Linked DNA regions of Sus scrofa: region 2 is linked to region 1. Evidence: chromatin contacts called from public Hi-C data. All regions are on one chromosome and are shown on one strand. The core of a region is the stretch at or near the end of the contact, and the rest is flanking DNA. Distances in the headings are between cores, read along the strand shown.

Evidence for each region. Hi-C and Micro-C count contacts between places; a contact is called where the count stands out from the background.
Region 2: a contact with region 1 is called in a Hi-C map of liver, with 2.0 times the contacts expected there. The contact joins two enhancer-like sites. A contact is called at or near these places in 1 of 47 Hi-C or Micro-C datasets (liver) and 1 of 2 datasets of contacts at active chromatin or transcription factors (alveolar macrophages).

What each region holds. Positions count from the first base shown.
Region 1 is chr13:125,460,847-125,466,437 of Sscrofa11.1, forward strand. It overlaps LOC106508010 (a long non-coding RNA gene), which reads left to right. Exons shown (of 7, transcript XR_001304509.2): 4 at 4,347-4,562. Among named protein-coding and RNA genes, the nearest start is that of BCL6, 74 kb to the left of the region's middle. Within about 2 kb of position 3,210, at least 14 of the 83 cell types and tissues checked have an H3K27ac peak or open chromatin away from gene starts, as enhancers often do. A contact at or near this core is called in liver, where this site is marked.
Region 2 is chr13:125,632,969-125,638,465 of Sscrofa11.1, forward strand. No RefSeq gene overlaps it. Among named protein-coding and RNA genes, the nearest start is that of LPP, 150 kb to the right of the region's middle. Within about 2 kb of position 1,278, at least 18 of the 83 cell types and tissues checked have an H3K27ac peak or open chromatin away from gene starts, as enhancers often do. A contact at or near this core is called in liver, where this site is marked.

The DNA of each region.
Region 1 (5,591 bases), core at 1,960-4,459:
CACCATGGACTTTGCATGTACCTGGCCTGATATGAGATGCTGAGGGAACATTCTCCAGGCACATTATTTCTACCTTGTACAGTCATCAGAGTCCAACTGGGGGAACTAAAGCCACTCTAAGGGTCTAAATACAGGAAATCTAATGCAGGTCACTGGCTACCCAGGTGATAGAAGCCCAAAACTCTTCCAACCATTAGCCATAACAGTGGTTGCTACTAGGATGCTACTGGGCTGGGCTAGAGGGACAAAAGCCATATATTGGAGTCCAGAGGCCAGGATCACTTGGTAGATGCTGGACCATCGTGGGCAAGTCTAGCAGGGGCTGGAGCCATGGAAGGGACACAACTCTGCAATAGAAGCTGCCTGAGACAGAGAGAGAGAGGAAGAGGGAGAGAGAGACCCTGGTTTCTCCCTTTCTCTTACTCTCCAGTTTCCTTCCACCACCTCTCATTGGCTCTTACCAGCTGGAAGCCAGCTGATGTGGGAGCCTGGCATGTGCAGGAGGCAGCCCCCCGTCCTACAGAGCAGAGCTGAGGAAGAGCACCAAATAGGCTAATGGATTTGCAGGTGAAAAGGCTCCAGATTGACCCACATCTCCTTTCTGCACTGATCACCATGAATCTTGAGGAAACATAATTAATTGTTTAAAATCCAAATTCTTTACCGCTGCTTCTAAGACTCCACATAACCTGGTACTTTTTTAAATTCTCTGCCCTCATCGCATACAGTTGTCCTCTCCTTTACAGCATCCTCCCCGTGCTGGCCTTTGTTCTGTCCTCCATACACCATGCAAGTCTCATCTTGGAACTTTGCACTTCGTTGTAGGACTTGCTGGACTTTCCTCCTCTTGTCTCTCCCCTAACTGATCACCTTTTATCTTTTGAGTCTCAGCTTGGGGAACCCCTTCCCCTACCTAAAATAGGTCCCCTCGCCCAAAGTCACCATGGTATGCCCCTATTTTATATTCTTTAGAGCAGCTATTATTATCTGAAATTATCTTGGTTAGGTGTGTACTTATTTATCGTAACTGTCTCAAAATCCTAAGCTCCTTGAGGGTGGGAAGTTGTTTTGCTGTTTGCTATGTCCTTGTATCAGAGCTGGCTCAATGTTCACCAAAATTTGTTTCTTCTTCCTGGAAACAGAGAAAAGCTCACTTCATATTCCTTTGTGGTTAGGTGTGACAGAGTTCTAGCTAAGAGGACAGGAGCAGTTTCCCAGGCCTGCCCCATGAAAACCTCCCAGGAACTCTCCTACATGTTTTCCCCTGTCTGCCAGATGATGACCGTGCCCTGTGGGATGGTGAAGGCACAAGATAAAAGAACCTGGGCTGTGGAATGACTAAGTGAAAAGGGTTGCCTCGGCCACCTACATACCCATCCGGGACTGTTATGTGAACAAGAAACAAATGTGTTTTGTGTTGAGTCATTCCATTAGCTTATCCTAACCAAAACACTCCCCCTGCCACCCTGCCAAGAATTCCCAAAGCCTTGTCTGTAATGGGCTCTCAATCGTTAGCAAATCATTGAAAGTTAAACTCTTGGTAGCTACCTGTTCGGTGAGGGAAACTCCCTGTATATTGATCTCTGGACTCTCCATGGCTCCCATTGACCCTCAGTCTTTGTAAACGTTTGATGGGCATGTGGAGCGCTGTGTTGCTAGGCAGCATGAAGGAGACGGAGATTGACAAGGCCTGGTCTGCAAATGTGAGTCAAAGGAGGAGTTCTGCGTTGCTGTAACTACAGTGTTTGTGCAGCTCTTTAGAGTTTACAGATTCTTTACCTCTGCTTCTAAGTCTCCGCATCACCTGGTCCCTTCTGAGTTGTTACAAGGGCTACTCACTGGATCCTCGTAACAATTCAGAAAGAAAATTGCCATTGTGATTCCCATTTCACAGATGGTGAGTCTGAGCTCACAGAGGTTAACTGTCTTGTCGAGATCTCACTTTCTCAAGCGATAAAGCTGGTGTTGCATTATTGTTCACAATTTTTATCTAAAATTACCGTTAAGTCATTGTTCAAAAATATGTACGGAGTACCTACGATGCGCTAGCCCCTTCTGCACTTATAGGGACTCAGGAAATAGGAACCCCGCATCCTGAAGAAACTGGAATAATCTCCCACAAAATAAAAGGGAGGCCCCAGTTCTAGCCCAGGACCTAGAGAATTTCTGGGTTGTGCAGCTCATGTGTTTAACTGCGCCGCTGCATGCTTCAGTTCGAGTTTCTGGGTGGTCTCCCAGACCTGCCTGCAGGCAACGACGTCTCTGTAACCCCTCAGCAGCTCTCCCACTTGCCCAGGCTAATGGCCCTGGCGTTCGAAGTCTGCCCTTTTCCATACATTCTTTCCTCCTTCCCGTGCCAAGATTCCACTAGACGATTTAGAGTGGGTTCCAGGCCATTTAGCTCAGTCAGAGATTTGGGCAAAAGTTTCCTCCCACCCATGGCAGTGCTTAGATAACCCATCAGGGTGTGACAGCTCACACGAGGGAGGGGGCAGAAACGCTGGAGAGACTTTCAGGCCAGGGTTGGAGCAAAAGTTTCGGCAGTCACCATATCTCTTCACTCTATTCTGGCTGTACAGAGTGTGTCAGTAATGGGTCGATTGGAGAGCTCAGGACAAAAAGCCCAGGAGGATGTAACTTGTCTAAACAGAGATGGCAATATGTCCCGGAGGGTGTCCTGCAAGCTGGGTTGTTTGCCAAGGCAAAGAAGGCAAGCCCTGGAGTCTGGGGGCTGGAGGAAGTGGAAAGTTAGGCGTCCCGGGCTCTGCCAGGACTCAGCCTTTCCCAGCCTGACGACACTCCTCTCCTGCTTGGGTGATTCTCTCTGTAAATAAATCCTGGCTGCTCTTACAGTGCGGGACGTCCCACATACCGTACATCTGAGGTGGGGTGAAATACAAATATGCCTTTTCATAATAGCTTTACACCTGGAGCAGCAAAGGACTGGTTTATTGCCTTGGTAAACAAAAGTTTGAATTCAAGCGAAGTACAAACTTTGCCCAAGGCACTTCTGACAGTGCACCTTGTGTTTGCGAAGTGAACTCGATATATGTATACGATGTGAAGCAATGGCTGGCCTTTCTTTCTCTCTTTCTCTCTCATCTGGTTTCCAAGGTTTAAAAGTTCACGTGAGTGCAAGGGATGGGGGTGTGTGGAGAGGGAATTTGCTTTGGCTCTGGTTTTTCTGAGCATTTTGAAATCGTGCTGTTTGGTGTGAAAAAGTCTGTTGGCCAATTTATAGTTTTCCCAGGAGAGAGTGTACTTCTTGCTGCTCTCAGGGCGACAGGGTAAACCAGTTTGGGGAACACATAAAGGAATCAGCATTTGCATTGAACTTAAACCATTATGTTAAACATTAAAAGCTAATAAATATGTATTCAGTGCCTATTATGTGCCAAGCAGGGAACCACAAACCTTTAGAGTCATTATTTCATTTTATCTTTGCAACCACATGGAGCAGGGATTGTTGATGAAAAGACCCATGGTCCAAGTAAGGAAACTAAGGCTGTAATTCAAAAGAGATTCAAGTCCCAGTTTTCTAATTCCAGGTTCAGAGTTTTCTGTACTATCCTCCAACCTGTCCCGTCACTTTGTTTGCCCTCCCTGAGTCCTCTCTGTTTCTTTCTCCTTCTCTGCCTGGATTTAAGGAAATGACTCCTCTCCATTCTTTAATGCATTTCTACTTACAGGGCTTTGCTGCTATTTAGCAGATACCGGCCATTTGGGCCACTCTGACACCAGCCTGAACCTCCATGGCTTCAAGTGCAAAGATTTGAAACATATGGATTAGCTTTTCCCTAAAAAACCCAAAGGCTTAAAAGCAAAGGCAGTAACAATGAAGGGAGGACATATAGTAGGTTCGGTTGGCTCCACAAATGCCTCTGCGTTCCCTCATTCCCAGCTTGAATAAATCAGATAAACTTCAGCAAAAGCATCTGAACTTTTTGGGTTCTTTTCCAAAACAAGCCTTTGAACCTGAAGAACTTTGCCCATCTCTGTTTGCCTGTTCACTGCTCAAACGTTCAGCTGGGGCTTGCCTGCTGTAGCACTCAAGCTGGTGAAATTTTAACTCTTTCATCCACAGATGAATTATCAGGCCTTTAAAATGAGAGTGAACTCATTAGGCTTATGTTTAAAAGAAGTCTCTATGAATGCGTCAACCTGTGCCTGTCTCCACAGATGAAGGACTCCTTAAGGGAATATATTTAACTGAGACTAGAGAGAGGTGATGTCATTAAGGCATTGTCAACTCAGCAGTTTTGGGGTACCAGGGCTGTGGTTTTCAAGGGAAAGTTGAGCTCCCCTCCTATCTTCACTCCTTACCACTAATACATCTTTAATTGCAGCTCCTTGAGGAATGCCTTTAGCTCTAGCTATTGCAAGCTTTTAAGAACTTATTGGAACACAAATGCTCATTTCAAGGAAACAGATAACAGTTGCAAATGGATTAAACGTAATCCCTGTGCTGGAGCCCTTGAAGGAAAAGAGATGGGGGTTTCTGGGCTGTGAGATGAAGCTTGGTCAAGGATGCTTGCTTTGAGGACTCTGCTCTGAAAACCCAGGTAAGCAAAATAGTGGAATGTTAGCCCTTAAATGAACTTTGAACCCAACCCAACCCCATTCGCTTATAGAGGAGGAAACCAAGGCTCAGAATGAAACAAGCAAGGCCAAGGTTAACACAACCAGCCAGTGACAGGCCTCCCCAACAGCCTGGGCCTGGGCTCTTAGCTCTCCCCCATGCGGTTTTTCGTCCTGGGAGAAAGTGAAATTAAATAAAGACAAAAAGTTAGTTCTAAACTCTGGCCTGTAACCACTTATCCTAGCTTTTCATTACTGCTTGTCAGTACAGATCCACAGATTGAGTCCACGGAAAGATGTTTACCCTGAGAAAGAGAACAGATAAGAAACCTGGAATACTTCCGAAATGGTAATTGGAAATCTTCTTCAAGGTTAAGAGAACTTAGTGTTTCTTTACATGGTTATAATTTTAGAGCAGAGAAGCAATACTTTAAAAATATCTACAGGAGTTCCCATTGTGACTCACTGGTAATGAACCCAACTAGTATCCATGAGGATGTGGTTTGATCCCTGGTTTTGCTCAGTGGGTTAAGGATCTAGCATTTCCATGAGCTGCGGTGTAAGTCACAGATGTGGCTCAGATCCCAAGTTGCTGTGGCTGTGGTGTAGGCTGGCAGCCGCAGCTCCGATTGGACCCTTAGCCTGGGAATCTCCATATGCCGCAAGTGCAGCACTAAAAAGACAAAAAGCAAAACAAAAAATAAAAACAAAACAAAACAAACAAAAAAAACACAACTATAAAAGTATTGCTTTCCTACCTTCAAAATCATCCTCATTAGCACTCGTAATTTTCTAGCTAGTGATTCTAGGCTGGTCATCATCCCTATCAGTGGGAAGTATAGTTGGTCCTCCCATAATTGGGTCCTAAATTGAAGGAACTGATAAAACCTGAGATTATTTGGCCTAGAAGGACTTAGCGATACTCTGGACCACATTCCCTCCATTTACAGATGAGTATAATGGAACTGAGAGAAGTCAAGTGGGTGAGTTACTCAGTGCATTAAATGCACTAC
Region 2 (5,497 bases), core at 28-2,527, 170 kb after region 1:
AGCCTAACTCAATAATCTTGAATTTTCTGTTCATTTGAAAAATGCAAATGGTATGTCTGTCTGTGGAATTTTGAGACATTCATGTAAGCACTAACCATTATCAACCTTTAAGACCATTATGTTGGGAAAAATCCCTATGACTTATTAAAATATTTTGCTGTTCTTTATCATTTCTGCTAAGGCTGTTTCTCAGCTAGAATGCACTATTTCACTTCTTATGTATTTTTTTAAGTTTTATTGGATTATAATTGACTTAAAATGGTGTGTTAGTTTCAGGTGTACAGCAAAGTGAATCAGTTATACACTTCTTGTGTTTTGAAGAAAAAAAATATCTATACTTCATTTTATTTTATTTGCTTTTTAGGGCCACACCCATAGCATATGAAGGTTCCCAGGCTAGGGATCTAATCGGAGCTACAGCTGCTGCCCTGTGCCAGAGCCACGAGCAATGCCAGATCCAAGCCATGTCTGTGACCTACAACATAGCTCATGGCAACACCGGATCTTTAACCTGATGATCAAAGCCAGGAGTGGAACCTGCAACCTCATGGTTCCTAGTCGGATTCATTTCCGCTGTGCCACAACAGGAACTCCAAAAAAATATCTGTACTTTAAAATAAGGAGCAGTCTTCATATCCCTTATGCTAGACTTGCTAATCTTATTTTCAGTAAGATTTCACTGCCCCGGAGGGCTTTGATCTGTCACAGGTTTCTCTTGGGTTAATTGCTACTGTTCTCAAGTCATCCCCATGTAGACAGGTAGGTGGGAGTGAGTAGAATTAGCCAATTGCACAGAAAAATCAAAGACGTTTGCTTGCAAGGGTACCAACTTCTGAGAATTACCATGAATTTTGCATGCCACTGACTAAGAAAGGAAGGAAGGAAGTGACATCTTGAAGATCTTGAGCTAAGGCGGACTGCGGTGAAAAAACCAGCTGTTATTCTTCTTCTGGCTGGGTTCTGGCCTTTTGTAATGTCTTTTATGAATCTAGGAGAATTTCAACTTTAAAACCTGTTTTAAAAGCCAGGGTCTTGCCTTTCGTTTCTAACAGAATCCTTAAAAGGCTCCAGAGTTTGATTAACGAGGAAGAATTTCCTAATAAGAAGAAAAATAGAATAAAAGATGAACTATAAAGAAGAGGAGGGGCAGTTGCCCTAAGAGAAAGAAACAGGATTGCAAGAGGAGGGGGGAGACAGGGAAGGTGAGAAGACAGTGGTGTCTGACCACGTCTGGGCTCAGGCCCTGCAGCGCCCCCTGAAAGGCAGTGCTCAGCCTTCAACCAATTGAGAGAGAGCCTTGGTTGGGATAAGGCTGGACGGGGAGCCTGGTGACACGTGCCGGACAATCCCACACACATCTGTTTGATTTGGCACTGTTCACGGACCAGCTGCTGGCACTGAATCAGAAGGGGCAGCTGGGAGCGTTGGGCCAGGGGGGAGAGGATTATGCACAGTTGTTCCAAAAAGGGGAAAGGGGAGGAGGCTGGGAGGAATGAGGCTGAGAGAGGCCCAGGGGCACCAGGGGCAGGAAGCCCACAGCTGTGGTGGTGAGCATTGGAATTAGTCACCCTCTGCAGCAGGTGAAGGCACCAAGTCAGCGACATGGGATGTGGCCTCCATAGACACTCAGGCCCCAGGCCAGGTTTGGGGCTAAAGTGTCAGGAACACTTTTTCACTCTCCCCTTTGATCCATCTACTGTTCAACTAGCAGTGAGACTATCTGGAGACTTCCAATCCAGCCACCTTATTACTTCCCTCTTTTTTTCTACCAGATTCAACCTTTTGCTTTCTACCTCAGCCATTTTTTTTTTTTCTTTCTAAGCTCACAAAGATGTACTGTCTCTGAGCTGCTAAGATCCTCCCAACAATCTAGCGAGAAAGCTGCAAAGACTAAGCCTGCCCACCTAACAGAGGCCCCAGGAAGTGTGAGCAGCATTCCTGAAGTCTCCTAGCTCCGCCAATGGAAGGACAGTTTGGGCAAATGTGGACTCTTCCACCTCAGCACCATTTGCACTGCCAAAAGTTGCTCTGGTTCAACCACGTGCCAAGAGGTTGGGTTGGTGAGTGGTGAACTGCACCAGGGAGAGCCATGTTATCATGTCATCTCAGTGTGAAGTCTCACACAAACATAAGTTCTTTGTTCACCATTTATTAGACACTATGTGCCGGAAACCATGCTGGTTCTCTCAAGCAGCTCACCGTGTGGGCCATTGCTTTCTAGGCCTCTATCCGGAGTCCATTACCTAAGGGAAGCCATTCAAGTTCGTGTGCAGGTTTGAAACTTTCACACATTCATTGTCTTTGCTTTTGAAAAAGTCCATTGCTGGCATCACATGTGACAAAAGAGGCTTGTCACCATCTTGCAGCTGAGCTTGGTTACTGGGTCTGCTCACTGAAACAGCAAGATCTGCTTACTTCAAGGACCCTCTTGGTACCCAGAGGGTAAAAAGTATGATATGGAATGACAAATATTCAACTTTAAAAATCTGAAAGACTTATTTCATAGGGTTTGCCCTAATAATATCTGTTTGGGTTCTGAAGAGTGCCTTAGGTTCAAGTCCTCCACTTGACACTTATTAGCAAGGTGACCTTTCCTCTCTATGTCTTAAAACAAAGATAGTAATAGAACCTACCTCATATGGTGGTTGTAGCAAATGAAAGCACCCATGGAATGGCATGGCCTTTGGCTACTAGTACCCAAGAGTGAAAAGGGAGGTTAGTCCTCCAAAGACAAGACATCCACATCATAACACCTTATCTTCAATCCCCTACTGGTTTTTCTTTCAATAATACCCTAATTTCCCACCTTGCACCACCACAATTCAACACACACAAATACCGAGAGTGAAGAGATACAATTGAACTCCCCTACTCAGGAAAGAAACTTCAGAACATCAACTATCTACAGATAAGAAATACCAGTGAAGTTAAATCTGATTTCTCAGTAACTTATTCCCACCCAGGCTTCCATTTCAAGCCAGCCCTGTGTGGAGTCCCTGGAGGCCTTTCAGTCTCTTTCAAACCAGGGCCTTCTTGATCCTCCACCCTGAAGAGTGGTCTTCTTCTGGTTTTCCCACTTTCCTCCTGGATCTCATCCTTAGGCTTTTATCTCTTTCCAGTTTCCAGACACTCTGTTCCATCCCTCTTCAATACCTCACTCGCCTAGATCTGCAACCCTAGGAGAACCGCACAGCTCCTCCCCCACCCACCCTCCATGTCTCACACCGTGCACAGCTCTGTAACAGCCTCAACTCTGTCTCTCAGTCATGCGGGGTCCTCAGTCATTCATTAATTAAACAGACGTTTCATTTTAAAAGTAGTTGCCATAGAAAGTATTACAGTTTTAAAGTACTGTGGATGACGCACCCCTCGTGGTGCAGCAGAAACAAATCCGACTAGGACCCATGAGGTTGTGGGTTCAATCTCTGGCCTTGCTCAGTGGCTTAAGGAACCCGTGGTGTAGGCCAGCAGATGTAGCTCCAATTCAACCCCTAGACTCGGAACTTCCATATGCCACAGGTACAGCCCTAAAAAAGCAAAATAAATAAATAAATAAATAATGTACTGTGGATACCATGTTGATATAAAGCATAGATACCCATAGGCATCCTACATACGGTCCTTTCTCAGAAGTCCTAACAGCCACAAAAAGGACTTAGTAAGTGATACCCTGTTCAAATGACACTTAGAAGGCTCCCAACTTAATAATTTTCAGGGGAGTTCCCATCGTGGCTCAGCAAAAATTAATCTGACTAGTATCCATGAGAACGCAGGTTCAATCCCTGGCCTTGCTCAGTGGGTTAAGGATCCAGCATTGCCGTGAACTGTGGTATAGGTTGCAGATGTGGCTGCGATCCCGAATTGCTGTGGCTGTGGCATAGGGTGGCAGCTACAGCTCCAATTCGATTGGACTCCTGGCCTGGGAACTTCCATACACCAAGGGTGTGGCCCTAAAATAATATTGATGATAATAATAATAATAGTAATGATGATGACAGTGATGATTTTCAGCCCCGCTCCAGGGTTGAGGGCCTTTGCTATGACCCAGCATCCAGTCCATCCCTCTCTGACCTTGAACCCTACATTCAAGGACTCATCCCTGATACTGCATCTCTAATTTCACCAGCGCCCTCATTCCTACAAAACTACACCCCACCCCCCACCCCAGGAATCAAGTCGGCCACTAGCAGCCACCTATCCTGTCCAGCATACATAGGAGCAGACCCTGCTCCTGGCCTCCCCTGGCCTGACTCCAGATTCGAATTCTCACTCCACCACTATCGCATGACCATCCATGTCATCTCTCTGGGCCTCAAATTCCTCAGGTGTAAAATAGAAATATGAATACCCTGACAGAGATACTGTGAGAATTAGTGAGAGTACAGGGAATCTGACCCCCCAGGACTGCTCGGTGAACAGCAGGCGGTTTTCTCTGGATGCTCATCCATTCTGGCTGGCTTGGTGCTGACTGCCTCCCGGCTGGTCACCTCCTGCCTGTCCTCAGGAGATGCTGGCACTGCCCACACCCACACCTACCTTGACACCTCCTCTGATCTCTGGGTTCCCTCCCCTCCCGCTCCTCTGAGCAAGTTCTACTGTGTCTGCTCTGCCTGCTGGCTGGCAGTGTGCGGAGGCATCTCCTACCAGCACACAAAGCTGATGTACAACCTCTCTTCTCAGCTCCACTGTCAGCCACTATCATGGTAGCTCAAGATGGGCCACTGTAGGACTATCTACACTACCCAAGTCAGCAAACACCCCCACAGGGCTCTTTCCCCTGAGAGTCTCTTGTTCAACAGCTACAGACCCACCCATGCAGATGCTTCATTCCTTCTGTACCTTCTCTGGGCCTGATCATCTGACCTGAATACTCATGCGCATTCCTTTTATAGGAGGCCCTCAGAAGTTTTCCTCTGCACACACAGTGGCCTTGAGTTTCAGTGAGAATGCTGCCAAAGTCTACAGAACAATTCTCAGCTTAGGAATGGAAATAGGACACCAGGAAACAAACAAAAAAAGTCTAACAAATATACATTAACCTCAGGATTAACCCCGGCACTAATGAGGTCTGGGCGGCACAGCCAGAGCGTTTTCTTCCTGCCTGGCTCCCTCTGGGTGACGCAGGCCCCAAGGGCCAAAGCCTTCCCCTGAACTCTGTGGTGGAAACCTTCCAGGCCCTCCGCAGCCGGGCCCCTCACACCACTCCATGAACACACCTGGCTTGGGAACGCTGTCTCTTAGCACAGAGGGTGTGGGAAAAAGTGACTTTTTCACAGGTGTCACAGGTGTCAAAGGAAAGCCTGACATTTCCTTTTTTCCTGTGAAGGCCCTAAACCACCCAAGTTTGCTACGGCGTTAGCATGAAGGGCTCAAATCCTGTCCCGGCTTGTGCATCTCAGAGGCCTGAGCAAGCACCTCGGTGGGGTTGGACTTGGATCAGCTGCACTGAGGACTACACTTGGAGCTGGTAATTATTCCTTAGTGCTGGGCACCCTTA